2 separate regions of the Ovis aries genome follow, and region 2 is linked to region 1. A link is a contact called in public Hi-C data. All regions are on one chromosome and are shown on one strand. Each heading gives the region's core, a stretch centred on a gene start, on an enhancer-like site or on the middle of the called end of the contact. The rest is flanking DNA. Distances are from core to core; before and after follow the strand shown. Region 1 has its middle 58 kb from the start of LRRC18. Region 2 holds the start of VSTM4 (V-set and transmembrane domain containing 4).

Region 1 (3,154 bases), core at 198-2,697:
ATAAGCTACTCTCACCGCCTTGCTCCAGAGTTGGGATTTCACCTGAGGAAGTAAACTATTGTTGAAGCCTCTCTATACCTTAGCCTGACACGGAGCCCAGGTGTCTTCCTAGGAAGTCCAGGACGTTTCCCCCAGGCCAAGACCTCAGCTGTGGTCCTCCGATGGAGGGGGTTTCAGATGCTGCTGCGGGTTCTGAGACAGGTTGATCCTGGTCCAGAACTTCTCTGGGAAAATATCCCAGCTCTTTCTTGTCCTACAGAAGAGGCACCCCTGCAGGACCCCGAGGCGGTAGATACCCCAGTATCCCCATCAAGCCTGCCTCCTCCCCAGGCTGGGCCAGACCGCAGCCAGAGTGGCTGGGCCTTGGGGCTTTGTCACCACTCCTTCCCCGGCCCCAGACAAGTGTGTTATTTCAGGCTGTTCCTTGATGGAAAGTAGCAGAGGGGCTGCCAATGGGATAAATATAGCAGTGCCTTTTTGCCGAGTTGTGAAGCTCTGGATGATGTGGTTTGAGGCACAGGATTTGGATGCCTCCAGGGAGGAACAAAATCTATAGGAAAAAAAAAAAAATCCCTTCCACCTGAGTTGTGTTTGATGTTTGCTTGTTTTTTTGTTTTTGTTTTCAAAACACCTTCCCGGTCCTTCACTGTTTGTTTGCTTTCTGAGTAATGAGAAGCAGGTGGGTACCAGGCTCTGTGACAGGCTGCAGGGACAGTGTGGTGAGAAAACAGACAGAGATCTGCCCTGAGTGGCGTTATTTAATTGCTTTGCTCAGAAGGGAATGCAGTCCGAGCAAGCACAAGCGGGAGATGGAGACTGATTGCAGGGCTCAGGGAAGGTTCTGGAAAGCTTTCTCTGCACCAGGTCTAGTGTTCACATGGGTCAGATAAATATTAGCAGATGTTTTTATTCCCAACTCAGCTGAGAACAAGCTGATGGGGGAGCCAGTCCTGGGGGCCGGGCCTCCCAGCCTGAGCACTCCCAGTCCCGAGCCCCTGGAGCAGCCCCTCCCTGGGGGGCAGTCCCTTCCCCGTACCCTCCACGCCGGCCCACCCCTCCCCTGCTGTCACCCAGGCCCACGCTGAGGGCTGGTGGCAAGGCCAGCCCTGCCCTTTTCCCCAGAACACTTATTGCAACAGGGAAGCCACACAGACAGACTCTTTAAATCCTGTTACCGCTGGCTATTGTCCGCATGAGGACGCTGAAGGTCAGAGAGCTCAGAGGGTTTCCAGAGACACACAGCAATTCCAAAGCAGGCTCGGGCTTCGGATCCCACCTCCTGACTCTAAGCCCTATAATGACACTGCTGAGTGAGAAAAGCCAGGACGCCAGCAAAGGAGGGCGCACTGTGTGAGGAGAGGGCGCGCCAGACGCGGAGCTCATCTGGAGGGCCTGAGCCTGACTCTGGCGCCCAGGCCAGAGAGATGGCTTGGACGGACTTGCTCCGTTCACGCAGCCTCCTTGCGGCACACCAGGCACGTGATCTCTTGTAAATGGAATGAAGGGGCAGGGAGAGAGAGAAACAGAGAAGATAAAAAGGAGAGCGAGGGAGCCGTTCGGGCCAAGTTCGGACGGGAATGGCATGTGTGAGCACGTGGAGGAGAGCGAGCGGAGGCAGAGGGAGGGAGAGGGGCGGGGAGGACCCCGGGAAGGGGCGTCAGCGAGGGCGGTAGTTCCGCACGTTCTCGGAGATGGCCACCAGGTGGCGCTGGGAGCAGGGCTACCAGGGTTGACCTCAGACCGGGGAGAAGCTTGGGTGTGGCCCGGGAAGGGGAAAGGAGACTGTCACCACCTCCCCCCACCCCACGCCTGTTAACTCAGAAAGTCCCAAACCCTGGATGACTCCCCCACGACGTCCCTTCTTGCCAGTCACATGCTGTCAGTGCTGAAGCCACCCATGAAACAGAAAGAGCTGGTAAACTAGCGAAGTTCTCTTTATTCATATATCCATAAACCACGCGGACAAGTAATGCGCATAAATCCCCAAACTGTCAAAATCAAGAGAAAAGCAGGCTCCAGGCCCCCTTCATCAGAGACGAAAGTGGGGAAGGATTCCAGAACTACAGACTTGAAGGTGCAGAACTTCTCGCAGGTTATCTGCCATCCCTTGGGGGCTGCCCCGATGGCTCACGCGGTAAAGAAGCCGCCTGCAATGCAGGAAACGTGGGTTTGATTTCTGGGTTGGAAAGATCCCCTGGAGGGAATGACAAGCCACTCAAACACTCCGTATTCTTGCCTAGGAAATTCCATGGACAAAGGAGCCTGGCAAGCTACAGTCCATGGGGTTGCAAGGAGTCAGACATGACTTAGCATGTATGCATGCTATCCCTTGGGCATTCGTTTTATCATCCCAGTTTCTGATGATAAATTATCTCAACTGCTGGACAGCATGGTGGGGTGGGGCGTCCATGACTGTGGTCAGGATGGGACAGTGGCTTCTGAGAGGTTTGAGGGATGCTCAAGCGGGCAGCTGGCGGGTAGACATGGAGTCAGGAGAGGGGTCCGGCTGGAGATGTGGATGGGGAGTCCTCAGGCTGCAGCTCGAGCGTGGAGACCCAGGTGTGCGTGTACAGAGAGATGGCAACTTGGAGAAAGGCACCCCTGAAGTGGAGCGGGGAGGTGATTACGGGGTGGCGTAGGCTGTGCAACTGGATATGTCAGGGAAAGGACCTGTGTCCCGCGGCGCCGAGAACGGCAGAACCCACGCTTAGCCACGCCCCCAGAGGCCTGAAGCAGAGCTGAGGGCAGGGATGGGGCTGAGGACAGCGGGCCAGGCTGAGACCAGAGGGGCAGTGCAGGAAGCAGAGGCTCCTGACCGGCAGGGTGGGAGCGGGTGGGGGGAGGCAGCAGGAGAGATGGCTTGGGGCTGGTCCACCCCGCCTGAGATACGTGTGTCACTCTGGAGACTGAGGGATGCTTAGTGAAGGAGACCGCGAAGAGCCGGAAACAGAATCCGGAAGAGGTGGGAGGATGGGCAGCGGAGCAGAGTGAGACATCTCAAATGGCTTCAAGCGGGCCACTCTCTGGGCCAGGGGAAGCCATGAGGCTCCTAGAGCCCGGGATCCCTGAGAACCAGGAAGTCACAGGAGGGACTGAGGAAGGACAGGGACAGGGGAGACCCTGCAAGGCGAGGCTGGGCAGCCCTTATCCTCAG
Region 2 (3,383 bases), core at 474-2,973, 86 kb after region 1:
ACAGCCTTGGGCACAGCCAGGGCTGACTAACGGTTCTCGAATTCCAGGGGACTTCCCTGGCAGTGCGCAGTTAAGATTCTGCACTCCCAGTGTAGAGGGCGGGGGTTTGATCCCTGGTCAGGGAACTAAAATCCCACATGCCGCATAACGTGGCCAAATAAATAAAGATTCCCTGATTCCAGTTCTCAAAGCTCCTGAGGTTTCCTGGAAAAAGCCCCTCTCTGGGGACACCGTTGCTGACAGCACCTGGGATTAAAGGTCGTAGAGCCCAGGGAACAGACACCCTTGCACCTCCCTCTTGCGTCTTGCTGGCTGCTGGCCACTAGAGCTGCCCTGGCCCAACTCTCTCAGTCGAACCTCCAGGAACTGTGAGCCAAGACAGCAACAACTGTGAAGAACATTTCCCACAGGGCCGATTTCAAGTTCACTGGAAACCCCACTGCCCTGGCAGCCAGGGGACAAGGGGTAAATTTCTTCCCACTGGGAACCAAGTCCCTCCCCCATCAGATCCGATCTATGCTGGCTCAAATGCTGGGCCACCCACCCAAATGCTGGAAAATTACTTAACTCTGTTCATCAGCCCCCTTACTTAAAAAACACTGGCAACACAGCCTAGCCAGTAAAAGCGGTCTAGACCCAGGATTCTTGCGTTCAAATCCCAGCTAAACCAGGTATAAGCTTTGTGACTTAAAGCAAGTCAACTCATGGACCTGGCCTGTTTCCTCATCTATAAAATAAGGGATAATAATAAGCATTTCGCTCAGAGACAAGTTTAAGTGAATTAATGTTTGCAAAGCACTTGGATATATATTTACTCTTGTCACTATTACTCTGAAGCACTGTGTGATTAAAGGCGATAACTGTAACACCCAATGGGCACCCAGGAAATGTGAGTGCCATCCATATATTTATTATTACTATTATTCTAGCCAACACTGCCCTTTCAGCCTTGGGAAATAAAGAAAAGTCTTCAGCACCTTAGGAATGGGAAGCAGAAACCCCAGATGAAAGCCCGTAGTGCGGGTAGACGCTGCGCCGAAAGTCGGGTGCTCAGGGAAAGGGGAAAGGGCCCGGCTTCATCCAGCCGAGGATCCCCTAGCTCCCCGGGCCGGGTCATCGCAAAATGCCCGCGATCAAGTCCCCAGACCCCACGGCCGGCGGCAGATGCGGCCCCTTCGGACCGGTCCTCCAAAGAACTCTCCGAAGAGAATGCAAGGGAAGTCGCTGCCCACTAATCTGCAACAGTCGTCGGCGCTGACTTGGAAGAAAACAGAAAGCACGCCAAGACTAGGACTCGCTCGCATCCTCCACTTGGAGGCCTGGCCCCTGGGAGAGAACCGGGCTGCGGAGGGTCGGGCGGAGCGCTGGGGTCCCAGCCGAGCGGGAGGGGAGGCGGGGACGCGGCAGCCCCGACCCTCGAGAGGCTCCGCTGGGCTCCGCCGCCCCGACCGACAGACCCCGGCTCGCGGGCGCCGACGGGGACCGGGAGGGGGCGGCCCGGAGGCGTCAGGGCCTCCCGGCCAGGCCCGAGTCCCAGGTCCCCAGCCCCGGCCTCCCCGGGCCCCGCCACCCGAGCCCCGCCCAGGGTCCCCGAGCCGCCCGGTCCCGCCGCCCTTACCCGGGGCCGGAGCCCGCGCCAGCAGCACGGCCACCGCCAGCGCCAGGAGCCGCATCTCCCCGCCGCGCCCGGCGCTGTGACGCGGGAGCAGCGCCGCCGCCTGCCCGCCACCCGCCCCCCTCTCCTCCCCCGACCCCGCCGCCGCGCAGCCCGCCCCGCGCCCGCCCCCCGCCCCGCTCCGGCCCCCGCCCCTCCGGCCGCCTGCCCCACGCCCGGCCAGGGCTTCTGGGCTGAGGGCGAGGGCGAGGCGCCGCCGGCGGTCCTCTACCAAAACCTGCAGGCGGCTCATTTCACCACTCCCATTTCACAGATGTGAACACTGAGGTTCTGGGAGGCAACGGGTCGGACACAGGGCATACGTAGCTGCAATGGTATTGGAGGTCAGTTTGCATCACAGGCCAGTTACTGCTACGCGGACGGTGTCTGGAAGCTGGGGTGAAAGCTGGGGGGGCAACTACCAAATGCGGGGATTTCCTGGACCTAAGGCTACCCTGCTGCCCAGCGAGCCTCCTGCTGTCTCTACACAGAGACCTTTGGGAGCCAAGGAGCAGCTGAATTCGAGTGGGGTTGGGGGATGTCGTGCATGGGGATGCTTGGAAAACGGAGAGTCACACACGTTAAGTTCAGAGTGTGCGGACGCTATAAACTGTGATGACCGCTTAGGGTGCCCCAGCCACAGACATTGCCTAGGCACTCTGGAGCATGCCACTAAACCCTGCCACTGTGAGACCCTGGGGCAGCTCCTCAGCCTCCATGCGCCTCAGTTTCCTCCATCTGCGCCGTGGGGAAGTGGGTATGTCCCTCACTGGGTGCTTAAGATCAAGTGAGACAGTTCCAGTCACGGCATTGTTCCTGGCCCCGGCCAGTGAATGTCACCTGTCTTTACTATTACCACTGCGGGTAAGGAAGCAGAGGCAGGGAGATGAAAGGGCTGTTCCTGGCCACACAGCCAGGGTGTGGTGAGAAGACCATTCAGCCCGTCTCACCCTGAGTCAGTGCCTGATCTCTGCCCCATGCTTCTAAATTTGGGGCCAGAGCCTGACTAATGTGTTAGTCCAGCACTTCTGGGGCAAAGAAAATGTGTGTTAGATATGCTTTGCATGTGTCTGTCAAAGGAGGGCTTTGTGGGGTTCCAGGAAAGGTGGACCCTAACTTGGAGTGGGGCCCCTGAAGGAAGAAGAGAACATGGCCCCTGTCTCCTTCCCTCTAAGACCAGTGAATGAGGGTGGGGAAGGCATGGGACAGAGGTGGTACTGCCCGCTGGCTGCTTTTAGCCCCGGGTCATGTCCCAGAGGACAAGTCCACCCTGCAGCCCAGGCCAGTGGGTGCCCAGCACTCGTGGTGTCTCCAAATGCCAGGTATTCCCTGGAGTCCTAGGGCCAAGCGCCCACAGGACTCTTCTAGCTGAGGACGCTCACAAGCAGCAGGGCTCTGCAGGGACGGGGCTGACCGTCCAGGCAGCCTGACCACAGGGAGCAGCCCTGCCTCTTCTCACCAGGGGGTGGCAGAACTGAGGAGTCCGTGGGGAGCTGGCTGCAAGGTTGCTGGGTCTGATGCCAAGAACAAGACGTGAGGGCAAGACGTGGTGTCAAACGGGATCCTACCGCCCAGGAATACGGACATTTCTGGGAGACTTCCAGACCAGAGCTGGGAAACCACTTTGAATGTATGAGCAACTAAACCTCACACCCCACCCCCGTGACGTCCCAGAGTCCATTTTACAGGTGTTAAGCTTAGGCTCAAAGAGGTCTCCTATCCAGGGCTC

Evidence for each region. Hi-C and Micro-C count contacts between places; a contact is called where the count stands out from the background.
Region 2: a contact with region 1 is called in a Hi-C map of skin fibroblasts, with 3 times the contacts expected there. The contact joins the promoter of VSTM4 here to the enhancer-like site in region 1. A contact is called at or near these places in 3 of 16 Hi-C or Micro-C datasets (mesenteric adipose tissue, skin fibroblasts and tail adipose tissue).

The regions. Positions count from the first base shown.
Region 1 is chr25:42,279,009-42,282,162 of ARS-UI_Ramb_v3.0, forward strand. No RefSeq gene overlaps it. Among named protein-coding and RNA genes, the nearest start is that of LRRC18, 58 kb to the left of the region's middle. Within about 2 kb of position 1,448, at least 22 of the 54 cell types and tissues checked have an H3K27ac peak or open chromatin away from gene starts, as enhancers often do.
Region 2 is chr25:42,365,113-42,368,495 of ARS-UI_Ramb_v3.0, forward strand. It overlaps VSTM4 (V-set and transmembrane domain containing 4), which reads right to left and starts at 1,724. Exons shown (of 8, transcript XM_004021659.6): 1 at 1,619-1,724. The coding sequence starts at 1,673.